Linked DNA regions of Zea mays: regions 1 and 3 are each linked to region 2. Evidence: chromatin contacts called from public Hi-C data. All regions are on one chromosome and are shown on one strand. Each heading gives the region's core, a stretch centred on a gene start, on an enhancer-like site or on the middle of the called end of the contact. The rest is flanking DNA. Distances are from core to core; before and after follow the strand shown.

Region 1 (4,762 bases), core at 641-3,140, 140 kb before region 2:
GCAACAACAATCATAATCCTGTTCTGGAGCAAATATACTTTAGTGTACTATAAAGTTCAGGGAGAGATCTCCAAGTTGCACATAGGTGTCCATGGGCAAACACCCACTCACAATAATTAAGTCAAGGTACCTTACCGAGTGTAGTAATCCTTTGGCAGATATATGTCTTTAACGGGGCCAAATTTTCCAAATGGTCTACGAAGGTCATCAGGCCTACAGTTGTGATAACAGCCAAGTTACAGTAGTGAAGTATCAAAGAATAATCCATTCTCATTGCTATATGCAATAGGAAGCACCTCATAAACATGGAAAACAAAAAGGGATTTGCAACAAAAGAACTCAGTAAAATCAAGAGGGGTACGCTTCGTTAAGGCATAACTTACGAAGCAGAATGCATTACAAACCCCTCTGAATAGCTAGACAGAACTGTATATTTACAATTTCTATATGTTCTGAGCAGGAGCAACATTACATGGGACCAGTTTGAAAAAACAAAGATCAACATGTTTTTTTTCATTGCAAGAAAAAATGCTATAAGTCTTAAGAAACTAAGAAATTACCAATTACAAGCCTGCTAATTATATTCCCTCTGACAAGTTCAAATATTAGAATGAATTACCTATTTTACCAATTCAATAACTATTGACAGCAGCACCAAAGAAAATCCATTCTACTACTGATCCAGGAGCAGGGGAAATCTTACCTACAATCCCGACGAAGATTCCTCACCAAAAGACTAGTTGGGAGGTCCCTATCAGTATCACGGCCTCCATACCGACCACGAGGACTTGGGCTGCGAGTTCTTCTCCTGTAGCCTCTTGGTGGCGATGGACTGTGATTATAGCTTCTCCCCATGTTGTTCTAAGAAGCCAAGAGAAAACAATAAGATTCGTTAGAACTGGCACAATAGCAATTATGTCCATCAAAACCATGCATTTACATACCAGACCCACTTAAGAAAAGAATCAAGGCTATGTCGAATACATATATACTCAAACAGGCACCGAAGCATAAAATTATTAACTAGTTAATGTAAGTAGGCTACACTAAAAGCTAATTGGACAACAGAAGAAAAAAATGCGTGCTGTAAATAGCTTGCTTCTTTAGTTGTTTATTATATATGCAAGGAATCCAACTCCATCCCGTATTTTGACCAATAGAATCAGGTTTGAGAAACTGTTGCTTAAGACACGCTCATGCACACATGTCATCTATAATGAACCTATGCAGTATTACAGTCCATAAGCATAGGAAAGAACAGGTATCTGTAAATCTGTATGAGCAAATACAACTAATAACATATTTAAGTGTTGTGCATATTTTGTTTGAGGCAGATAGTTTTCCTTCTTTTTTTCCTCTTCGCAATTCTACTGGGAGATTCTGCCGGCACGTATCTACCGCCGTCCATCCCACCCTCCACTCCGGGTGGGAAATAACAGCTTCAGCACGCATACGGCCCTCCTCCAACGATGCCGCCTCACAGACGACTAATCCCAAAAGGAACTAAATCCAAGGCAACAGGACGACGGTCCACCTTCCGCAACGCGATAACGAACTATGGTTCCTCGACAGGGAGAAACGACAGACCGAATCGACTAGACAGAACGCATAACGAACATCATCCGACCGCGTCAGATTCGAAGCGGGGAAGACCACGGGGAGTGCACCGCAGCGCTTACCTCGGCGGAGCAAATCGGGCGAGGGCACTGGCGGCAGACTATCAGCAATCGCCAATCAGGCGGCGCAATCCTCTCCGCTCTGGAACCGGAGGCGTACCTTTCCTCTTTGTCTAGGGCACGGGGGAGGGGGGGGGGGGGGGAGCGGCTGGTTGTCTCCTGTCTCCGGAAGCTTCCGAGGCCCGAAAGCGCGACGGGTGTGTGAAAGAAGGGTGGGCGGGGATTTGGGCTGCCTGGTGCAACAGTTTGTGTGGGCGGGCCGAGCTATGCTCGGTTCGGTCTTGGCGTGGGCCTGTAGATCATGGGATTAAGCCCAAAACAAGGTCAAGGTTCTCTGGGTTGGAAGGAACTTTTTTTTCTTTTTTCCTTTCCAAATGACTCTTTGAGGAGAAAAACTTTTTTTGAAAAAAAAATCAACTCTCACGGTCCAATTGTAGGACGTCTAAACATCCATGGTAACGATTGACTTCCAATCTTTTGTAAAGATATACTCTTGTCATCCTAAACTATAAGATATTTTAACTTTTTTAAGATATATTATTTTATTATTGTGGGTCTCTCTCTCTCTCTATATATAAAGTGCATATCACAATTTATAAATATCTGGAAAAGGTGAAATATATTATATAGTTTACAACAGATGGAGTGCTATTTAAAATAGGAAAGGTTATATATATATATATATATATATATATATATATATATATATATATATATATATATATATATATATATATATATATATATATATATATATATACACCCACTATATGTATTTAGAGCCCTGGGATCTATTTAGCTAGAGGAAGCCCCAGCTAAATATGAACGCACGTGCATTCACAGTCGGCCGACTTTTCAGATTCTATATAAATACTGACGTGCTCCGCGATTAGCTCCTTTGCTCCCGGCTCAGTTTCCATAACCGCAAAACCCCAACCCCGCCCCGACTCCGGGAATCTCCGCCGACTCTTCCATCCCCGACGACTCTTCCAGCCCCTCGCCGCTCGCTGTCGATCCAGTCGCAATCGGCATTTGAGCGGCGCGTCCTCGGTGTCCCCAATCCACGCTCCAATATTCCCGCCGCTGCGTCAGGAGACCGAAGTCCAGACCGGAGAAAACCCTACTTTCTCCGCCGACGCGTCTGCTTCCTCGCTCTCCACCGACCCGACTGCTTCCACGTTCTCCGCCATCTTCCACATTCGCCGCCGTCAACGGGTACCGCTCCAATTGGTAGCCCTTCCCTAACCATTTTCGGTGTGTTCTTCCCAACCCTAGCTCGCGCGCATTTCATTGGATCGACTTCGACCGTCAACAAACGAGTTATTTTTTGTTCATTCTGCATTGTGTGGATTACGGCTAGGGTGGAAAATATTTATGCAGTTGATTTATTACATTTACGCACATTTACACAGTTGGTTACGCACATTTACACAGTTGTTTATGCACATTAGGTTACATGTTTATGCACATCAGTTAAAGTTTTTTTTTCACAGATTATGTTCAATTGGTAATTGAGTGGTCATCTAGTTGTTTTTGTGACTGCATACATATATTTATTCCATTATTTTTATAGTTAATACATTTCTGTTCACAGCATGTATTGTTTTATTGAATCATATCCAGTTTTTTATTATTTTAAAACAGACATTATTTATTACACTAGTTCACAGTTAATACAGCTTGTTTATAGCAAGTTTTGTTTTGCTCAAACATATTCAGTTTGTATGCAAATTGTGTTTCATGTTTGCAACTGTATGCAATTGTATGCAACATATTCAGATTTTTATGACTGTAGAACAGGACAGAACATATATGCTACTGTGTTTCATGTATGCAACTGTATGCAACTTTATGCAACATATTCAATTTTTTATGATTGTATATCAGGTCAGAATATGTATGCAACTGTGTTTAGTAAATGAGGAGTCAACTAGTTGTTTTTCATAGAGTATATTTTTTATATAAAATTTCATATATATTTAGTGCATACATTTATGTATTTCAGATGATTACAGCTAATACATTATTGGTTACAGCAAGGTCTGTTTTTCACTTATTATTGAACAGTTCAGTATATGTTTTATCGAATCATATCCAGTTTTTTATTATTATAAAACATACATTATTTATTACACTAGTTCACAGATAATACAGCTTGTTTATAGCAAGTTTTGTTTTGCTCAAACATATTCAGATTTTTATGACTGTAGAACAGGACAGAACATATATGCAACTGTGTTTCATGTATGCAACTGTATGCAACTTTATGAAACATATTCAGTTTTTTATGATAGTATATCAGGTCAGAATATGTATGCAACTGTGTTTAGTAAATGAGCAGTCAACTAGTTGTTTTTCATAGAGTATATTTTTATATAAAATTCCATATATGTTTAGTGCATACATTTATGTATTTTAGATGATTACAGCTAATACATTATTGGTTACAGCAAGGTCTGTTTTTATTGAAACATATTCAGTTTTTCCTTATGATTGAACAGTTCAGTATATGTATGCAAATGTAAATAGAGAACAGTATATTCAGATGTTTTAAGCTTGGTATTTAAAACAACTAGGTTCATTGATTCAATCATACCACACAATAAATACATATGCATATATAACAGTTTAATTTTTACAATATTGTGTATATGTATGTAGCTTTTAATTTAAAAAAATGAAGCACGTGGACCGTCCTCCAAATAACCCCAAACGTATAACAATTCAGTCAAGCCAGGAGTGTTTCAGTGTTGACATTCCCTCTGCAGAACAGTCTAATCCATGTCCAGAAGTTGGAAATCCTCCAAATGTTGACAGTCAAAATTTGACCAATGAAACAATTCAGCTTGATTCTGATGAAGATGACTTCATGCCAGCACTGAAGAAGCGTAATATTTCTGAAAGCCACACAAGATTTTTAAGAAAAGTTGTGACAAAGAGGATTAAACATGAGGAGCTACCCCGACAGGTTAATGTTATGCATACCCAACAAACAATTTCATATTTGTAAGGTTCTGAATATTTTTTTTATAATAACAAAATTATTTCATGTTTTATATTGTGTAACAGAGGCTCAATGTGAGGTG
Region 2 (4,695 bases), core at 326-2,825:
CATAGCATCCAAGTTTGCTGGTGTCACTATCGTTTATAACGGATCTCATCAATACTATAACCAGTGCTTAAATAATATTCTACACTGGATTTTTCCGAATTCATCGATGTCAGCTGACACATGTACTAAGCTTTAGCTCCGCCCCCTGCATATAAAAAATCGGACGATGTTAAAAACCCTAAGTCATTTCTTTCTCCTCCACACATCGCGGCCGTTCTGTTCTTCATCTTCTTCAGCTAACCGAAGACGTCCTCTCTGACCTACTTGTATTCTTTTCTTTGATATGTATTTTTCTATCTTATATGTGAATTGACCAATTCACAGTTGATATTAGAGTTATGTTTTTTTTTTATCATGAGCCCAATCCCGTTATGGGTGGGTTAGGATTAGGGTTTACCTAACCCAAATCCACTATGTTCTTTTCCTTTCTTCTATAATTTGGGGATTATGGTTATGGTTAACTTATCCGAACCTCTTTTTGTTCTTGCGCTTTCTTCTGATTTGTAGATTAGAGTTAGGGTTACCTAACCTAAATCCTTTTTTTGTTAGATTTGAGAGTTCAGGTTTAAGGCTACCACCCTAATCCCATTATTTTCTGCAGTCTAGTTCCTCTCCATGGTCTATTATCGGGTTATGGATATAATAGGTATTTTTGGACCCTATATCCCTTTTGTTGACACGAGCTCTGTTCTTAACTCTAGCTTCTTATGTATGTGAAATACGGACTTTGGTGGCTCCGATGCTATTGATATATTTCTAAGACCCTTGGGACCGGTCTAAGTCCCTTGGGATCGATGATGTACAAGGCTTAATCCTAATCTGAGAGGTTGAGGGGAGAGGAAAACACGAGTCCTACCTTCCTATGCCATGTTGATGGTCGTGATCGCCAACACAGTCATGTCCTGCATCGGTGTTCCTCCATCTTTGTTGATGTATGGTGACATCATGTCGCTGGCCACCGATGCCATCCGATCCATGATTAGTTTTTGCCTTGCTGGTGGCTCCTTGGAACCCGGCAACAATGGAGACGTGGGCTCCATTGACCGATATCGTCATAGGTTGATGCGTTTCTAGTCACTGATCAGAAGTGCCTAGAAGATCGGGTCATCTCTGCCAACGTTGCGGCAGAAGTGCCTAGAAGATTGGGTCATCTCTGCCAATGTTGCGGCTAGGGTTTACCGGAGTACAAAGCATTGGCTTCCGTGCCCAGTCCTACCGTGGTTTTATATTGCAAACATGAGATTTTTTTAAAAAAATATGATAAAATAAAAAAGGCGATCACACGGTCAACATAGCTGACCTCCAAATCTCCAATAGACACATGTTGTGGACTGTGGTATCGCGAGAGAAAAGCTAGACACCGGTTTCGGAGTTATTCGCTTTAGGTTAAAGTTAACTGTTGAAATTGTAGCAGTTGTAATACATAGAGACAAAACAATATAAAAAGTAGTATAAGTTGGTATATATTAAAGTTAAGCGTACATGCTAGAATTCGTTTTCTCTGGCCGCTGCACCCACCTCCTCATCTCCACGTCCACTCTGTAGCTTAACTTTAAAGAGGCTAACCCGCCGCGTCACCCCGCCGCTGTGGCGTCGGTTAGCGCGCGTAACCAACGTCCTAATCATCACGCCTCCTGCTCTGCTCGTGTGCCTGCACTTGGCGCTGCTGTGCGTATATTAAAGCCAAGGCAGCAGCCACGGCGTGAGCTTCCTTCCCTCGTTCATTCCCTCCCGGTTCAGGCCCTGTAGTCCTGTACCAAGTTTTCGTAGGCATTCGGATCGAGGCAGGCTAGGCTTTCGTTTCGTCCGGAAGAAGCAAGCTAAAGGAAGGCGATCGGATCGGAGGCCATCGGGAACGGAACGGAACGGAAGAAGCCTCAGCTCGAGGTACGTACGTGCTCATGCATGCTTATTCCCGTTTATAGTTGTGGAACCAGGATCGCTCCTGCTCTGTTTTCCCATTAACTAAACTCGATCAGCTTGCACTGCGCTGCGGCTGCGCCTTCGTTCATCGTTCGACGATCTCTCCCCCGGCCGGTGCTGCAACCCAACCCGTGCGTGCACTGCCAGCCAGCGCTGCTGGTCAGAGCACTACACTGGCCGCTTGCCTTGCCCAACCGCAAAACCAAATCAGAGATGAATCTTTACTAATCTTCTCTCCCGGTAGCAGTCACCGTGCATGCTGGCAAGCAGGACAGCACCTTCCATCAGATCCTTCGCCTGTCATCTTCTCCATTCCATACCCATAATATAGGCGACGCGACAGGTCACTGCTCACAAACTACCGTCGGATTTAGGTGTTTTAGCTCACCAACCACCTGGATTAGACGACGGACGTGGGGGGTCCATGTTAGCACCTAGGAAGGGGGGATCGGGAGAGGAAGGTGCTCGGCTGGGAAGAACACTTGGAGAAGAAGGGAGCAGGGCGTCGTTTCCTTTTTATCCCTTAGCTACAACTCCACACTACTGACTAGCCCCCATTCACTTACACGGCCCACTCAGGCCCAGTTACTCGGACGTTACCGTGCTTCTTCCTGTTGAGACGTCCTTCGTCAGCTTGCTTCTCTGTCGTCTGCTTTTCCTTCAATCCGCTCGCATCCAGATTCTGTTGAGCCGCGTGGTGCTGACAGTCCAGCCTGTGTGTGAGTGACAGCCACCGGTACTTGTGCGCTCCCCTTCCACAGTTTGACGACACTTGGGCGATGCTCTCGGCCGACGACACTGACAACAGGAGAGTGTGCAAAGCATATCAGCAGCGAGCGAGTCCCGGTCCCGGATTCGCATCTCAATTATTTCCTTCCTTCCGCTTCCGCTTCCGCTGCGACGTCGCACACACTGCGCGCGTTGATAGTGAGACACCCTGCTGTTGGACAGTTCCACCTCTGCACAGAAGAACTCGAAACCTCTGCAACCTAACATCCCTATGATTGAGCCTTGACACGCTGTCACGGTAGACTGATTAGTCTTTAATGGTAGCACTGTTTTGGCGTCATACGACTCTCTACAAAAACTGCTCCGCTCTCTCCGCTTCAAATCATAATCAATCTTATAGGGGTAGTATATTTGTGAACGGAGTGAGTAGTATGTTTTATGGTAAACATACTTTGGCGGCATAAATGCTTATGTTATTCTGTGAAAGGAATTTTGGTCAAATGATGATGTTATTCATTTGCTTAAAAAAATCCCAGCTCTCAAGTGTCAACCAGTTTTGAGTTTTATCAGATATTTATATAAAAAATACTAACAACTACGAGTATGCGTGTTTGGTGGCATAAATGTTTGCTGTTATTCTATGAAATTGTTGTACTTTTTTTTTGGTTTTAAACCTAGGCTTGGGTTCTTTTGGGGTGGAGGGAGTGCAACTTTTCTAGTTTTTTTACAACCTCTACAAAAAAAAAATACAACACAATGAATAATACCAAATTCTCAATGAAATTATGTTTTCCAAGCTCATGTATTTGAACTTGTAGATGTTAGTATTACTTCTAAGAAATAAAAAAAAAGTTAGAAAAAGTTTGACCCAATTTAAGTCAATTCTCAAATAAACTATAGGCTTAGACGAAGAAAATGTAAAAGTACATGCATATGTCGAAAAAGTACTTTTATGCGGTTGGTATATGCCTTCAGAACGTAAATATTACTCCATAAGTTCCAAGATACATGAAATTTTAATTTTGCTTTAGGTCAGACTCTTCTAATTTGATCAATGTTTAGGAAAAAAATATATTAATATCTGAAATGCCAAAAAAAAACATGTGTACATGTTTCGTGTTAAATTCAACAAAAAAACTCATTTCATTCTGTAGTAGATACTGGTGTATTCTCTTATATTTTTATTGGTTAATGAGTTTTGAGACAAAACAAAAAACTATTGTATATTATTCAGCACAAGGTTTATATATTTATTTGTCTTTGCATTAAACTCTGAAACCGTCGGGGCTGATGATTTCAGTTATCGGAGGAGTCGCTAGCACCACAACACAGGGCCTTCGATTGCACGTATTGGGGTGGGAGGATGTTGCAGAAACGATGGAAGGGATGCATCTTCTTCCTTCTTCTCTCAGGCGCGTTAGGTATGTATGTTGCTTTTCTTCATCCTAGATTATAAGTTTTTTTTTTAACTTTTAAGTTAAAAAATCTCACGCTTAACTAAATTTATATAATAAAACAATAATATTTATACTGAATAACTCATAATGGAGGGAATACGTTCGAGCCTTCGAGGTTCTACGCAGGTCCTGACGCCTTTTCCTGAGTCTTCAGAGAATCAGAGGCACCGGGTTTTCTAGTTGCTTTTTCCTCACTTCTCTTTATCCCTTTTTTTTTTCTGTCATCCCTCCAAAACAACTTTCTTTAGTGAGATTCTTTACTTCGCTGGAAAATGCATGCGTGGGCAATGTATGCCAATGAAAGTGTAGAGGATTGCAACTTCTTGATAAGCTACAAAGGGGTAGGAGTAGGATATGCCTGTGCTTTTTACACCTTTTTCCATGCCTTATCTTGAGTCAACAAAGGCGTAAGTGCGCGGTGGACACGTGTGCCATTTCCAAGTGGTTTATCTGAACCATCTTCTCGCTATTATCTCGTTTTGAAAATCAAAGATGCTGTTTGGCACGTGTAACTGTCGAAAATTCTGCTCTGAAACACTGAATCCTGAACTACTTACTGTGTATGGGACTGCATTGCTGTTAGGTG
Region 3 (4,370 bases), core at 1,195-3,694, 240 kb before region 2:
GGACAGCTGCTTGCCCAGCTGGTACGACTTGGCCCCCTTCTTGGAGTTGATCCGCTGCAGGATCTTCTCCCGCGGCACGGGCGCTTGCCGCTCCTCCTCTTCCTCCTCGGCCTCGGCCGCCTGCTGCTGCTGCTCCCCGGCCGCCGCCGCCGCCGCATCCTGGTCGACGTCTTCCGATGGGTCTCGGCCTCCTGCCGCTGATCCCCCTCTGCCCCAGAACTCCTCGTCCTCCTCCTCTGGGCTCATCTGCAGCGACCGAGTCCACGAGAAGAGTTAGCTTCAACCTTCAACAAGACATGAACTTTTTACTTCACACAGTTAGATTTCTGCCAACCAACCTTGACGTCGGTTAGGTCAACCGAGTTGTCCTTGAGGAAGCTCTTGAACTCCTGGAAGTTCTCCTCCGTCGGGCGGTAGTGCCCGCTGTGAGGCCAAATAGCCTGTCACGCAACACCAAGCATAGCAGATTAATTCGTCATCTAATCTAATAAACCGATCACTGAAAATGCATGCACAAGTAATGACAGTAGATTATTGAAAGGCAGTACCTTCAAAGTTCCATTCTCAACGACCAGTCGCCCAGCGGCAGAAGTGGCCCCTCCAGCGAGGAAGCTAGAGTGCTGAAATGTTCCCTTTTTCTTCTGCATCCATTCGAAGTTGCGATCCAGGACAACGACGTTACACGATGAACAGAGGATGAGTCTCTAGGCTCGAGTGAGCCCTATTTTTTTTTCCCCAATGCATGCGATGGGTATTTACCTGGCCAACGTACAGGTTCTTAGACGTACTAAGAACAAAGATCCACTTGGCGTCTCGCGGCCCGGACGAAGTGTCAAGGATCCGCCGGCTTTTCTTGTGCAAGAACCTGCCGTCCTCGATCACGACTTCATAGTCCTCTCTCTCTTTCTGCGCAGATATATAAAAAGGATGGTGTATCAGCCTCCTAGCTCTAGCTTTTCACCTAGCTTGCTTGCTCGCTCCATCTCTTTGTGAAATACTTACTGGGCCAAGGTACTTGATGCACTGGCTCAGAAGCTTCGATCTTGAGCACTTGCCTTCGAGATTCATCTCTCTGCCTTCTCCGACGTCAAGCCTGCATGTGCATCGGCCAAAACCAAGACCGTCAGCTTCAAACGACCGTCGCAGCCGAGATGGTAGCAGCAGGGTTAGCAGCCAGGAGCACTCACCAGTAGAAGAAAGGCTGCTTGCTTTCGGAGTGGAGCCAGCAGTCGTAGTAGCAGTGAAGGTTGTGGCCGTACCGGTGCCGCGGGTCAATCTGCTCATAAAAACAAATCTCAGTTTGAAACTAACTGTTTATAGATTCGAAAAAAGATGTGTAAACTGCAAAACTGTTTAGATTGTGTTTCTCACCGCTTCCAGCCAGTGCTGCAACGCAAGCTTCTGAGCATTCTCGTCCTTCAGCAACCCCTTTCCAACCTGAGAGAGAGGCGTCCAAATTCCAACAGAAATGTTAGCAGCCCAACCCACAAACATTATAAATTCGTTCCACAATACTGGCACTAGCACAAAAAGAAAAAGAAAAAAAAAACTGTGTTACCTTGGCGACTCGCGTTCTTGCCCTTGACCACTTGGACACGGCGGTCTCCTGCTTCTCGATGTCGAAGAAGGAAACGGAGCTGCGCTTTAGCAGCGCGAAGTCCAGCAGCTTCCACCAGCTCTGCTCCACGAGCACGGCGCAGTCGGCGAGCTGGCGCCGCGTGCGGAAGCTCTTGTACACCTTCTGCAGCCTGAGCGCCGCCGCCTCGTGCTTGGGGCTGTCCGCGGCCGCCGGCCCGGCGAACCTAGCTCCCCTGGGCAGGGGTCCCGGTCCCGGCGCGGGCATGGCGGCGGTCCGGATGGAGATCTCGGTCTCCACCTGCAGCGCGGCCTGCGCCCGCTTGAAGCTCAGCGACCCCTCGATGCGCAGCTTGCCGGAGCCCAGCGCCGCCGTGAAGACGGCCGGCTCCTCCCCTGCGCCGCCGGCGGACGGCGGCGCCGCCTCCTCCTCCACCAGGTGCAGCGGGTCGTAGTCGTCGGCGGGGCACGAGAAGAGGACTCCCATGGCAACGGCGACGGCGACGGCCTTGTTGTAGCGGCTGCAGGAGACCGCGTGCAGCAAAGCAACCGATTGATGCGCAAGAAGAAGATTTGGAGCGCGAGCGAGAGGAAGAGAAATGCAAGAGGGGAGAATGAGGCAGCCTCGATCCGTAGCTCTCACCTATCACAATGTACGTATATGGGCTTGCTGTTTGCCGGAGCTTGAGTTCCTCTTCCCCCTCCGGCGCCTTGTTCCTTGCTTCCTTCTCCTCCTCGTCAAACAGGACAGAGGGCTAACTGGTGGCGGTGGCTAATTATGTGAGAGGATTAGTGTGAGACAAGGCCCATATATAGACAGAGGGGGAGCAGCTGAGCTGATGAGGGTCGCTGTCGCTGGCGGTGTGGACTTCTGGGTGGCGGGGCGGGGCGCGGGGGTGCGCGCGAGAACGAGAAGCCGACCCACCAAAAGACGATTAGTTTTGTGGCGGTTCCACGTGTTGTCGGGGATGGGATGTCAGAGTTGGTCTCACTCGGAAGTCGGAATCGCGGTGGCGCTAGGCTGCCGCGGCCCGCGGTCAGTGGCATGGCTGGCAACCGTGTATCAAAACCAGCGATGCTGCTGCGGCTGCCTGACTCCGCAAGTCCGCATCCAGCCGTGTCCTCGGGAGTCCGGAAATTTTCGAAATTTTCGGTCCGCAACACTGCGAAGGTACCTGCAGGGATTTTTTTTAAAAAAATATTTTCAAACCTATCTTTGAAAATAGTATCTGACAAATTTCTCTGTAAAAACTAACCCATTTAGTCATCCCAAACTCCCTGCACATTTCATCTTTCTTGATTTGATGTTTGTAAGACGATTGATTGCTAGGATTGATGCTTTAGATAAATTTGAGATATCTTTAGCTTATACTATCTCTACCAGCTTACTTATCCTCATACTCATATTCAAACTTCACTCTGCTAACAAAGCAGTCTACTGTCGACGTTTCGAGACCGGGGAGTCCCTAAGCCGACGAGTGAATGTGCCCCAGCCCAGATGGGTCGAGCGCGTGGGCGAGCGCGAAGGGGGGAAGCGAGGTGGCCGGAGACGGGCGTGAGAGAGGTGGAAATCTCGCGGCCTTCGTGTTCGTCCCGCGCCCAGGTCGGGTGCACTTGCAGTAGGGGGTTACAAGCGTCCGCGCGGGTGAGGGAAGCGAGTGGCCCCAAGAGAGCGCATGTCTCGTCCTCGTCCCCGCGCGGCCAACCTTCTCTAAGAAGGCCCTGGTCCTTCCTTTTATAGGCGTAAGGAGAGGATCCAGGTGTACAATGGGGGTGTAGCAAAGTGCTACGTGTCTAGCGGGGGAGAGCTAGCGCCCTAAGTACATGCCAATGTGGCAGCCGGAGAGATCTTGGCACCCAGCTGGTGTGGTGTCGTGGCTGTCGGAGGAGCGGCGGAGCCTGGCGGAGGGACAGCTGTCGGAGCGGTTGAGTCCTTGCTGACGTCCTCCTGCTTCCGTAAGAGAGCTGAGAGCCGCCGTCGTCACAGAGCTTGCGGGGCGCCATCATTGCCTATCTGGCAGAGCTAGCCAGATGGGACATCAGTCTTGTTCTCTGCGGCCCCAATCGGCTCGGGGTAGAGTGATGATGGCGCTTCCCGCTGACGTGGCTGGCCTGCGCTCTAGGTTGGGCGTCGTGGAGGCTCCTCCGAAGCCGGGGTCGAGTCTGTCTTCCGTGGCCGAGGCCGAGTCCGAGCCCCTAGGTCGGGCGAGGCGGAGGTCGTTCGGCAGAGGCCAGGGCGGAGTCCGAGCCCTGGGGTCGGGTGAAGCGGAGTTCGTCGTCTTCTGGGGCTGAGCCCGAGTCCGAGCCCTGGGTCGGGCGGAGCGAAGTTCGCCGTCTTCCGGGACTTAGCCCGAGTCCGAGCCCTGGGGTCGGGCGGAGCGGAGTTCGCCGTCTTCCGGGACTTAGCCCGAGTCCGAGCCCTGGGTTGGGCGGAGCGGAGTTCGCCGTCTTCCGGGACTTAGCCCGAGTCCGAGCCCTGGGTCGGGCGGAGCGGAGTTCGCCGTCTTCCGGGGCTTAGCCCGAGTCCGAGCCCTGGGTCGGGCGGAGCTGAGTTCGCCATCTTCCGGGGCTTAGCCCGAGTCCGAGCCCTGGGTCGGGCGGAGCGGAGTTCGCCGTCTTCCGGGGCTTAGCCCGAGTCCGAGCCCTGGGTCGGGCGGAGCGGAGCTTCCTATGGTGCCTTCGGCAGGGCCTGACTGCCTGTCAGTCTCACTCTGTCAAGTGACACTGCAGTCGGAGTGGCGCAGGCGGCGCTGTCCTTCTGTCAGACCGGTCAGTGGAGCGGCGAAGTGACGGCG

What was found. Hi-C and Micro-C count contacts between places; a contact is called where the count stands out from the background.
Region 1: a contact with region 2 is called in a Hi-C map of tassel, with 3 times the contacts expected there. The contact joins the promoter of LOC100193374 here to the promoter of LOC103639107 in region 2. A contact is called at or near these places in 2 of 25 Hi-C or Micro-C datasets (ear and tassel).
Region 3: a Hi-C map of bundle sheath shows a contact between it and region 2, with 5 times the contacts expected there. The contact joins the promoter of LOC103639108 here to the promoter of LOC103639107 in region 2. A contact is called at or near these places in 3 of 25 Hi-C or Micro-C datasets (bundle sheath, ear and tassel).

What each region holds. Positions count from the first base shown.
Region 1 is chr9:132,592,601-132,597,362 of Zm-B73-REFERENCE-NAM-5.0, reverse strand. LOC100193374 (Splicing factor, arginine/serine-rich 2) reads right to left here and starts at 1,890. Exons shown (of 7, transcript NR_183552.1): 1 at 1,680-1,890; 2 at 704-861; 3 at 136-213.
Region 2 is chr9:132,450,665-132,455,359 of Zm-B73-REFERENCE-NAM-5.0, reverse strand. LOC103639107 (glucan endo-1,3-beta-glucosidase 1) reads left to right here and starts at 1,575. Exons shown (of 4, transcript XM_008661904.3): 1 at 1,575-1,887.
Region 3 is chr9:132,686,859-132,691,228 of Zm-B73-REFERENCE-NAM-5.0, reverse strand. It overlaps LOC103639108 (Putative calmodulin-binding family protein), which reads right to left and starts at 2,444. Exons shown (of 9, transcript XM_008661905.4): 1 at 2,219-2,444; 2 at 1,559-2,096; 3 at 1,372-1,437; 4 at 1,188-1,276; 5 at 1,003-1,093; 6 at 760-906; 7 at 549-641; 8 at 339-440; 9 at 1-246. The coding sequence starts at 2,062.